2 separate regions of the Mus musculus genome follow, and region 2 is linked to region 1. A link is a contact called in public Hi-C data. All regions are on one chromosome and are shown on one strand. Each heading gives the region's core, a stretch centred on a gene start, on an enhancer-like site or on the middle of the called end of the contact. The rest is flanking DNA. Distances are from core to core; before and after follow the strand shown.

Region 1 (4,494 bases), core at 918-3,417:
GCCAGCCCTGAGGCTGATAGAACCTTGTAGAAATAAATGCCCCCCCCCTCCAACCTCTGCCTCTGGTAGTGTTCCCTGTCAGAACCCAGCAGTCATTATGTGAGGGAGCTCAGCCGCCATAAAGAGAGACCCATGGAATAGAGCTAAAGTCCCATCCCACAGCTGCCAGCATCGGCCACCAGCCAAGGGAGGTCCTGCAGAGACTCACACATCATATCCCATGCCCCAGTCATAGCCAACACAAACCAGAGTGACAGAGGCACAGGCATGGCCCATGGCTTTGCCACAGTGCACGGTTACAGGTGATTGATTGCCTGCTCTCTGTCATGCTGGCTCAACAGAATTCTCCATAGCTAATACTTTGAACAGAAATTTTTGTGCTTGCAGATCTGGACTTTGGGAAGTCCAAAATGGAGTCCAGCATCTTGCTGTACCCTCAAATGGATGAAGGTAAAGGACAGAGTGGAAGGGCACCCATGCTTGCCCAGGTCCTTTTATGATGGCATGAATCCAGTCCTGAAGGTACAGCTACTGAGATTTAGACATGTTCTGGACACACTCCCTTTACATCACAGTCGCATTGGGGACCAAGTTTCCCATTGAGGAATGCTGGGGGCATTTCAAAGCAGAGCCCCAGTTTCGACTGGAACGACTGCACAGGGCGAGACTCTAAACCCCTGTCCAGAGGAGGCCTTGGCTGAAACATGGATTTTTAAGCGACATAAAAAAAAACTAAGTGCATCCATAGATTTCACGCAGATGCCAAATGGGTTAACATATGCATGCTTTGCCTTCTTGGCCGCCTCTTTGGGTCTGTTTTTCTATTTTCTTTGGCTTCCATTTCTCTTTCCCACCCAGCCCATCCCTGGGCCAACAAAGCTCTGATTTATTTTGAGGCTTATGGTGCAGTGCACCAGGGTTCACAGATGCGTTTAGAGAGAAAGGTACCAGGGGGTCGAGGTGCTATAAAAACATGGCGGACAGTGGGCTTTTTGCCATCTTAGGTCTGCTCTGCTTTGTTGATTGATGGTTCCTTGTGACAATCCTTTCAAGTCCACTGCACGACACCCTTCAGTTTATCCCTCTAAGTGGTTGTATGGAATTTCAGGCCTGAGCCAGCATAGTGGATCCTGTGATAGTGGATCATGTATGCCCTAGGGAGTTGATGAGTCATCAAAGGTTCATAATGGAACTTCCCGTTAAACACGTTATGCTGTCATTGCCCCCCACCCCACCAAGCTCAGGGAACACCCTGAAAGAGGGGGATGGGAAGACCGTAGGCGCCAGAGGTCAGAGAGGATTGAAATGAAGCAGTGCCTTCCAGTCACGACGGGACCGCTGCACACACAAACGAACGCACAGCAGCTGTGGTTGTCTGCACAGGATCAGGCCAGTTAACTTTCCAGCACAAAGAGAAGGAGCTCAGAGCCCCACCCCCAGCTGAGGAGCTATGGACTCTCACTTGGTGGCCTCTGGGAAGGGAGAGTCAGCTTTCTTTCGGGGTGTCGCTGGCCCCTGGTAGGCTAACCATGCTCCCGTGGATTGCCGCACATGGAAGAGATTTTTTTTTAGAAGAGAGAGGGCATGAGGTTGCAAACATCTAAGGAGGAGTTGACGGTGGATCTGCAAGGATTTGGAGAAGGAGCGGAGAGAAAATATATAATCTACATGCACTGAACAAAATGCTCAAAGAATGAATAACATTTTCAAAAACGCATTATATTGAAAACAAACGTCACAAGTGTTCAGAATATTGATTGTGCCTCCCTTGCCATCGTAGGCGTTCTGGAAGTTGTTGACTGTTGCCATGGAACTGGACCCAGTGGTGCACGGCACATCTCTCCCAAGATAGCACTCTGGGATGACATGTTGGCATTTCATGCTGGCTATGGGCCGTGTGTGCCCCGCGGAGCCTGGCAAGAACTGCACCTCAGGGCCAGATGGGCTGTTTGGTTGACTGTCTAGACTTGAGCAAGTCACAGAAGGAACATTACCAACCTGGTCGACCTCAAGGTGCGTCATGTCTGTGGTGTCATAAACAGCAGGACAAAGCTGGAAAAGTGTTCTGAGATCTGGAAACTCTTACTCTATCCAGAAGGAGGTCGCTCGTGCCAAGGAGTGAGTGAGTGAGGCGCCTGCCCACACCATCTCTCCCACATACACCTCACGGCAAGAGTGAAAATCACACTGAGTGTTCTGGGTGGGAAACTGTTTATCAGTTACTAACACATTCTTTAAGCCTGTTTATCCCCTGTTGATAGCACACACACACACACACACACACACACACACACACACACACACACAGAGTGTATCTGCTCCCATCTAACACAGAACTCCATTCTATGCATGCTGGATCACAGGGCATATTCTTTTTGATTAGATGTCTTCAGGTTGTCTCCAGAGTCTCACTGTTGAGAGGAAAGGGCTCTACCACCCAGCTTTTCCTCCAGCATCTCACCACCTCTTTTTATGCAGACCAGGCTATCTTCCAACTCTAGATGAACCCTCCTTCCTCTGCCTCTCAGGTGATGAGCTACCATTGTGTATACCTTGTTGTCCCTCTTAAGAAAAGCTTAACCTAACACAGAATACTTAGATGATATGACAAGGAAGTCTAGTTTATGCTATAAAAACGATCTGGCTTTATATGGAACAATCGGCTCTGAATCTCTTCTCTAGAGTACAGAATAACTGTCCCACTCATGGACTTGCCCACAGAGGACGTGTAAAATCGTTCCTGGCAGTCTGGTGGGTGCCCAGCACAACCTCATCATCTCACTTGCTCCCCCATCTGCTGGCAGCTCCTCATGGTTGATGCCCCGCCACACCCCTCACGCTTTCCTGCAGAGTTCCTTGTTCCCTTCTGTCAGTGAGTCTGTGTTCTCAGCATGTTAACAAACAAGCCTCGCTTGTGGGTTTTGTGTTCTGAGTCTCTGCTTGTCTTGATGTTGACTCTGTCATCTTCCATCAGGTAAAATTATGACCTAGTGTTTTTTATGACCCGGTCAGTGTTCATCCTGTCTCCTGCAGCTTCAGGGCATGGAGTCTTGGTCAGGAATATCTCCCCATGTCCAGAAATTTTATGTCTGTAGGAATTCTTGCTTCACTTTCAGCCTGTGTTAGTCACTTTTCTGTTGCTGCAGCTAAACACCATGACCAAGGCAACTTATAAAAGAAAGCGCTTAACTGGGTGTATGGTTCAAGAGTCTGCAATGGCCAAGTGAATGCATGGCGGCAGAAACAGTTGAGCGTTTACTTTTTGTTCCACAAATAGGAGGCACAGAGAGAGAGAGACAGAGACAGAGACAGAGAGAGAGTCAGAGAGAGAAAAACACACACAAACAGTGCAACACAGAGACACACACAGAGAGAGACAGAGACAGACAGAGCAACACAGAAACAGGCAGACAGACACACACAGAGAGACAGAGAGAGAAACAGACACATATACAGAGAGAGAGAGAGAGAGAGAGAGAGAGAGAGAGAGAGAGAAACAGATTCATACAGAGAGAGAGAGACAGAAACAGAGAGAAGGAGAGAAAGGAATGATGGTGTGGTCTCTTGAAACATCAAAGCTCCACCCCCAGTGACACATCTACTTCAACAAGGCCACACCTCCTAATCCTCCCCAGACAGTTCCAACTGTGGACCAAGTGTTCAAACATATGCCCCTGGGGCCCATTCTCATTCAGAGCAGCACAGACTGTCCAGGAGACAGGACAAAGTGTGGCCAGCTCCCTCAGCTTAGTGCAGGGGCAGCTTCTCACCAAGCTGCATTAGATATGGGTGCCCACCTAGTGAGCTTAGTTTTGTCTTCAATTATTTTGAATTTTCCACCTACATAGTCATGAGAAGTTTTCAGGACACAGGGAGAATGCAGCCAGATTCTTGGCTCCAGCCCAGTTCCTGGTAGAGCTGTCTCTTCTCTCTAACACTTCAAGAGATTTTTTTTTAGCGTGGACATATATTTTTATTGACTATTTGGGAATTTCATATAATGCACCTTTATCACACTCACTTCCCATTCCTTTAAGGTCTGTCCTCCCCAAAGAATGGAAAGGAAAACAGGAAGAAAGAAAGAAAAAGAAAAAAAGAGAAAGAAAGAAAAGAAAGAAAGGAAGGAAGGAAGGAAGGAAGGAAGGAAGGAAGAAAGAAAGAAAGAAAGAAAGAAAGAAAGAAAGAAAGAAAGAAAGAAAGAAAGGGAAAGAAAGAAAGGGAAAGGAAGAAAGAAAGAAAGAAAGAAAGAAAGAAAGGAAAAGGAAGAAAGAAAGAAAGAAAGAAAGAAAGAAAGAAAGAAAGAAAGAAAGAAAGAAAGAAAGAAAGAAAGGAAGGAAGGAAGGAAGGAAGGAAGAAAGAAAGAAAGAAGGAAGTGAAAGAGAGAAAGAAAGTCTGTGTTGTCCATATATTCACTGGAGCATGGTCAAACTCCCAGTGGCCAGCCCCTTAAAGATAGCTGAGTCCTTCCCCAACTCCCCATCAGAAGCTATCAGC
Region 2 (4,364 bases), core at 978-3,477, 160 kb after region 1:
CCATTACAGATGGTTGTGAGCCACCATGTGGTTGCTGGGAATTGAACTCAGGACCTCTGGAAGAGCAGTCAGTGCTCTTAACTGCTGAGCCATCTCTCCAGTCCTTTTCAAAGGCAGAAACAGCCGGTATTGGGAGGACTTGGCTTAAAAGGTAGTAGCTCCCCATCACAGGTAGGAAGATAAACTGAGACAGACATTCCCTATGAGTCTGTTTAAGATTCTCAGAGCTGCTTAGCATGGGATCCAAGTCGTATACTTCCTGAGACCCCCCAGCTTTGGAGCTGGTACCAGGGCCCTATACTAGGTGGCTTGTGTGACTGTCAGGGTAACTGCAGTTGTCATCTTGCTATACCTGTGTACCCATAAGCTGTCCCACTGTACCAACTCTCTGGAGCCTGGTCTGCACATCTGTCTCCCAGGCATCTGACTCACATGTTCCCAGGAACATGGAAGGCATCCAAGCCTAGATCTGTCTGGTCCTACAGATAGAGCTGGCCTCCTGTCTCTGCTTACACATGCCCAGCCAGACTTGGTCTCCTAAGCCGGTGCCCGGGGGTGGAGGTTGATGCTTGGGGTGGGGGGTTGGCACCCCTTTACATTCAGACCATCCCGGGAGCATCCTCTAAGCAGCATGACCTTGGAGGATGAGTGAAAGTCTCTGCGCCAAAACTGCTCATTTGCATAATGGAGAAAAGAATAAGACCCTTGGGGCTGCTAAGGGGGTGGGGAAAGCTGTGCGACTTTTACTGATTAGAAGAATCTGTATAAACACTCTGGGTTCAATCGGGGGCTCCTAAACCCTTTGGGGAGGCAAACACCATCCCCAGGGCTCCCCGCGTTACCCATTTCTCCCACTAAGCCAAGTCATCTAAGCTACATAGGCCTCTGCTTCACAGGACAAAACAGACACAGGGAGGACAGGAACACGAGGGATGTCACAGACCCCTGTGTGACCCCTGCTGTGAGCTTGGGGACAATCTTTGCCCCTCTCAGAATCAGTTCCTACTCAGCTAGATTAGTCGTAGCTCTAAGAGAGACACTGGGCCTTAGGATGGCCTGATAGCTTATATACCCTAGTGACCAGCCAGGAGAAGACCTACCTGGGATAGCCTCTCCCCAGGACTGCAGCCTGAACTGTCACTAAGCAAGACCAGCCTGGTCAGCTGAATCTCAAGTACAAGAATGAGGTGGTCACCTGGGTGAGCTGCCCCAGTTGGGGGTCCTGCTAAGCTGACTTACTTTGGTTGAAATGGACTGATCTATTCTCTGAGCTTTGTCCCTTTATAAAACACAGAGATGAGTCAATGCACACAGGCAGAGCCCTGGAGAAAGAAGGGACAGCCTGAAAGTGCTAGGCTCATGTGAAGCTTGGAGTCCTTGAGGCACACTGCATGAGCAGTCACCCCATCACCTCCAGATCTGCTCTGTCTATCAGTTGGCCAACCTGTCTCCACACCTATCGGCTAGCCGACCTGTCTCCACGCCCAGAGTCTGCCCAGCACCATGCTATGGACAGCATTTTTTCTACATCACTTTGCATACTGTGATCCTGACTTTCGGAGCATTGCTTGGGGTCAGCTTGCTCTTAAACCTGGAACAAACCCTCTGGTGCCTCCTTGTTGTCCCCACGATCCATGAGGTCACCTCGAATGGGGAGAAGCAGGCAGATGCTGGTGTTCTCTCTCCACTCACCTGCATTTGCCCTGAAGCCAATGTCCAGGCTTGGGGCTGGGGACATGTGACCTTAGCAGAATAGGAAGGGATAAGAGCAAGGCTGGTCACTCCCACATCAGCACACAGGGGGCCCATGTCACCGGCTGGCAAGCCAATGTAGCATCAGCAAGCACTGGACAGGGAAATAGATATAACCAAAGGACCATAAAAGAGGAGTCAGGAAGGATACCTGTGAGTCAGACTGGACCTTTGCCCTCTGCAGCAGCAGGGTACATCAGCAGGGCACACCACCCTCCAGGAACACACAGGCACAGACAACAGGAGCAGAGGCCCCTGCTCACGCCAGCCTCTGCCGCTGCAACACAAGGACACTGAAGTGCAGAAGGAAATCGCACTGCCTCTGCCAGGCCGCCACCTTTCTCTACCCAGATCAAGCATCTGGAGAAGGCCAGAGTGCCAGCCTCTGCCATTATAGTCACAGTCTTGTCCAGCTGCCCTGTCCCAGTCCCAGAAACTAACCACCCACTCTGAGGACAGGCTGGAACAGATAGTGACAGCAGTGAGTCACAGTTGCATGAGAGACAGCCATAGAGTGACCTTTTTCGGTGCGGGGACAAGTACTGTTCTAGACTGTGATGACTCTCTGTCTGGGCAAGAATGTTGTTTCTGATTCTGTCCACCAGTGACTAGTCCCTGCCAACCCAATCACTGCGCAAGTCAGGAGGCCAAACCCTCCTTCAATTAGGTTAAAGTAGGGAAGCACTGTATCCCTACTAAGTGCCAGGCTCCCTCCTAAGCTCTGTATTGAGCTTGCTACCTGTCCAGATGTTTTTACACACTAGGTATTGCTGTGCCCACTTCACTGAAAGGCAAGCTCAGCCCTGAAGACATGCAACCCCTTGCCCAGAGTCAGGAAGCAGCATGGGACCCAAGATCCCATCCCCAGCCCCAATATTCATCATCTATCAGTTCATTCATTTGTTGTTCCGGTTTTGTAAGACAGGGTCTTACTATGTAGCCCAGGCTAGCTTTAAGCTTGTGATTTTCCTCTTCCAGTCCCCTGAGTGCGGAGGTGAGAGGTGGGTGGCACCATCACCCATTGTTCATTCATTAGTCCTTGATTGTCCGGTCTTTGCCAGATATACTTGTAAGACTGGAAAGCTTATATTCAAGTTGCCAGGCCATGCTGGTGCAGTGTGACTACTATACCCTGAGTTAGCAGCATGTGTTGTGGAGGAGGTTGGTCTCATTCTGACTTGTCATTGCTCAGACATTAGCTATCGGTATGAGGAACATCACTGTCCAAGCAGGGAGAGTGACTACCTCCAGAACAAGGGTCCTGTACATCCGTTCCCGAACAACCTGCTGTAGCTAGAGCAAGAAGAAAAGAGGAGGTGTGCTTGGCTCCTGGTTCTGGGGATTTCATAGAGGATGGTAGCAGAGGCTAGATGAGGCATGGGGCTTCCAACACTGAGAGATACAGGGGAGGGGGCTGCAGTGTGTGGTTAGAATGTTCCCCAAAGGCCCCTTGGTTTGGTGCCTTGGTGATCAGCCCCTGGTGTTACTGGGAGGTTCTAGAACATTAAGAGGTGGGACCAAGTGTAAGAAAGTCAGATTGTTGTTGGCAAACCTCTACAGGAGTATTAAATACTGGCCCCTTGGATAAGGCTACTGTTATAGTCTCCCAGGCACTTAACCTGGGTGGGGAAGGGCAGTGGCCTAGTAGAGGCTGTATAAACAGGGACCTCTGCTCCTGCCATCTGCCCCTCTGTGTTCCTGGAGAGTACTGGGTACCACAGTGTGGCTCATGGAGAGGATGCTGGGTACCACAGTGTGGCTCATGGAGAGGATGCTGGGTACCACAGTGTGGACCATGGAGAGGATGCTGGGTACCACAGTGTGGCTCATGGAGAGGATGCTGGGTACCATAGTGTGGCTCATGGAGAGGATGCTGGGTACCACAGTGTGGACCATGGAGAGGATGCTGGGCACCACAGTGTGGCTCATGGAGAGGATGCTGGGTACCACAGTGTGGCTCATGGAGAGGATGCTGGGTACCACAGTGTGGACCATGGAGAGGATGCTGGGTACCACAGTGTGGCTCATGGAGAGGATGCTGGGTACCATAGTGTGGCTCATGGAGAGGATGCTGGGTACCACAGTGTGGCTCATGGAGAGGATGCTGGGTACCACAGTGTGGCTCATGGAGAGGATGCTGGGTACCACAGTGTGGCTCTAGAATAGTACCTCCTGGAACTTTCCCTCCTCTAGTCTACCTCTGCCCACACATCTACCCTCAGGGACCTCATCCAGGCGCCAGGGACCAATCCCTCTTGTCAGTGAACCTATTACATCAATCAAGAGAGGTCACACTGGCCCTACCAGAGTTTGTGGCTATGCCTAGGAGCTGTGACACTTTCCTGCCCCATGCCCATAGCCACAGTCTGTGTGCTCATCTCATGAGGACCACAGTGGGGGGTTCAGTTAATTGGATCTGTTCTGGGTAAGATGGTTACCTCCCCCAACCCCAGCTTATTAATCAGCTTCCTGGCCCGTCACTGGTGCTGCCTGTAATTGGAGGGAGATGGCAGCAGGCAGGCAGAGGTGGTGGCTGTGTTGTTCCAGCCCACACTCTTGCCAACCTCAGGCACAGCCTGGGCAGTCTTGACTCCTTCTCCACTGGGGCCTGG

The links. Hi-C and Micro-C count contacts between places; a contact is called where the count stands out from the background.
Region 2: a Hi-C map of the N1E-115 cell line shows a contact between it and region 1, with 2.2 times the contacts expected there. The contact joins two enhancer-like sites. A contact is called at or near these places in 1 of 15 datasets of contacts at CTCF or cohesin (large pre-B cells), 4 of 484 Hi-C or Micro-C datasets (the N1E-115 cell line, cerebellar granule neurons, differentiating embryonic stem cells and 1 more) and 2 of 115 datasets of contacts at active chromatin or transcription factors (astrocytes and differentiating embryonic stem cells).

What each region holds. Positions count from the first base shown.
Region 1 is chr15:84,364,789-84,369,282 of GRCm38.p6, forward strand. No RefSeq gene overlaps it. Among named protein-coding and RNA genes, the nearest start is that of Parvg, 42 kb to the left of the region's middle. Within about 2 kb of position 2,168, at least 19 of the 459 cell types and tissues checked have an H3K27ac peak or open chromatin away from gene starts, as enhancers often do. A contact at or near this core is called in the N1E-115 cell line, where this site is marked.
Region 2 is chr15:84,521,239-84,525,602 of GRCm38.p6, forward strand. No RefSeq gene overlaps it. Among named protein-coding and RNA genes, the nearest start is that of Gm33966, 13 kb to the left of the region's middle. Within about 2 kb of position 2,228, at least 9 of the 459 cell types and tissues checked have an H3K27ac peak or open chromatin away from gene starts, as enhancers often do. A contact at or near this core is called in the N1E-115 cell line, where this site is marked.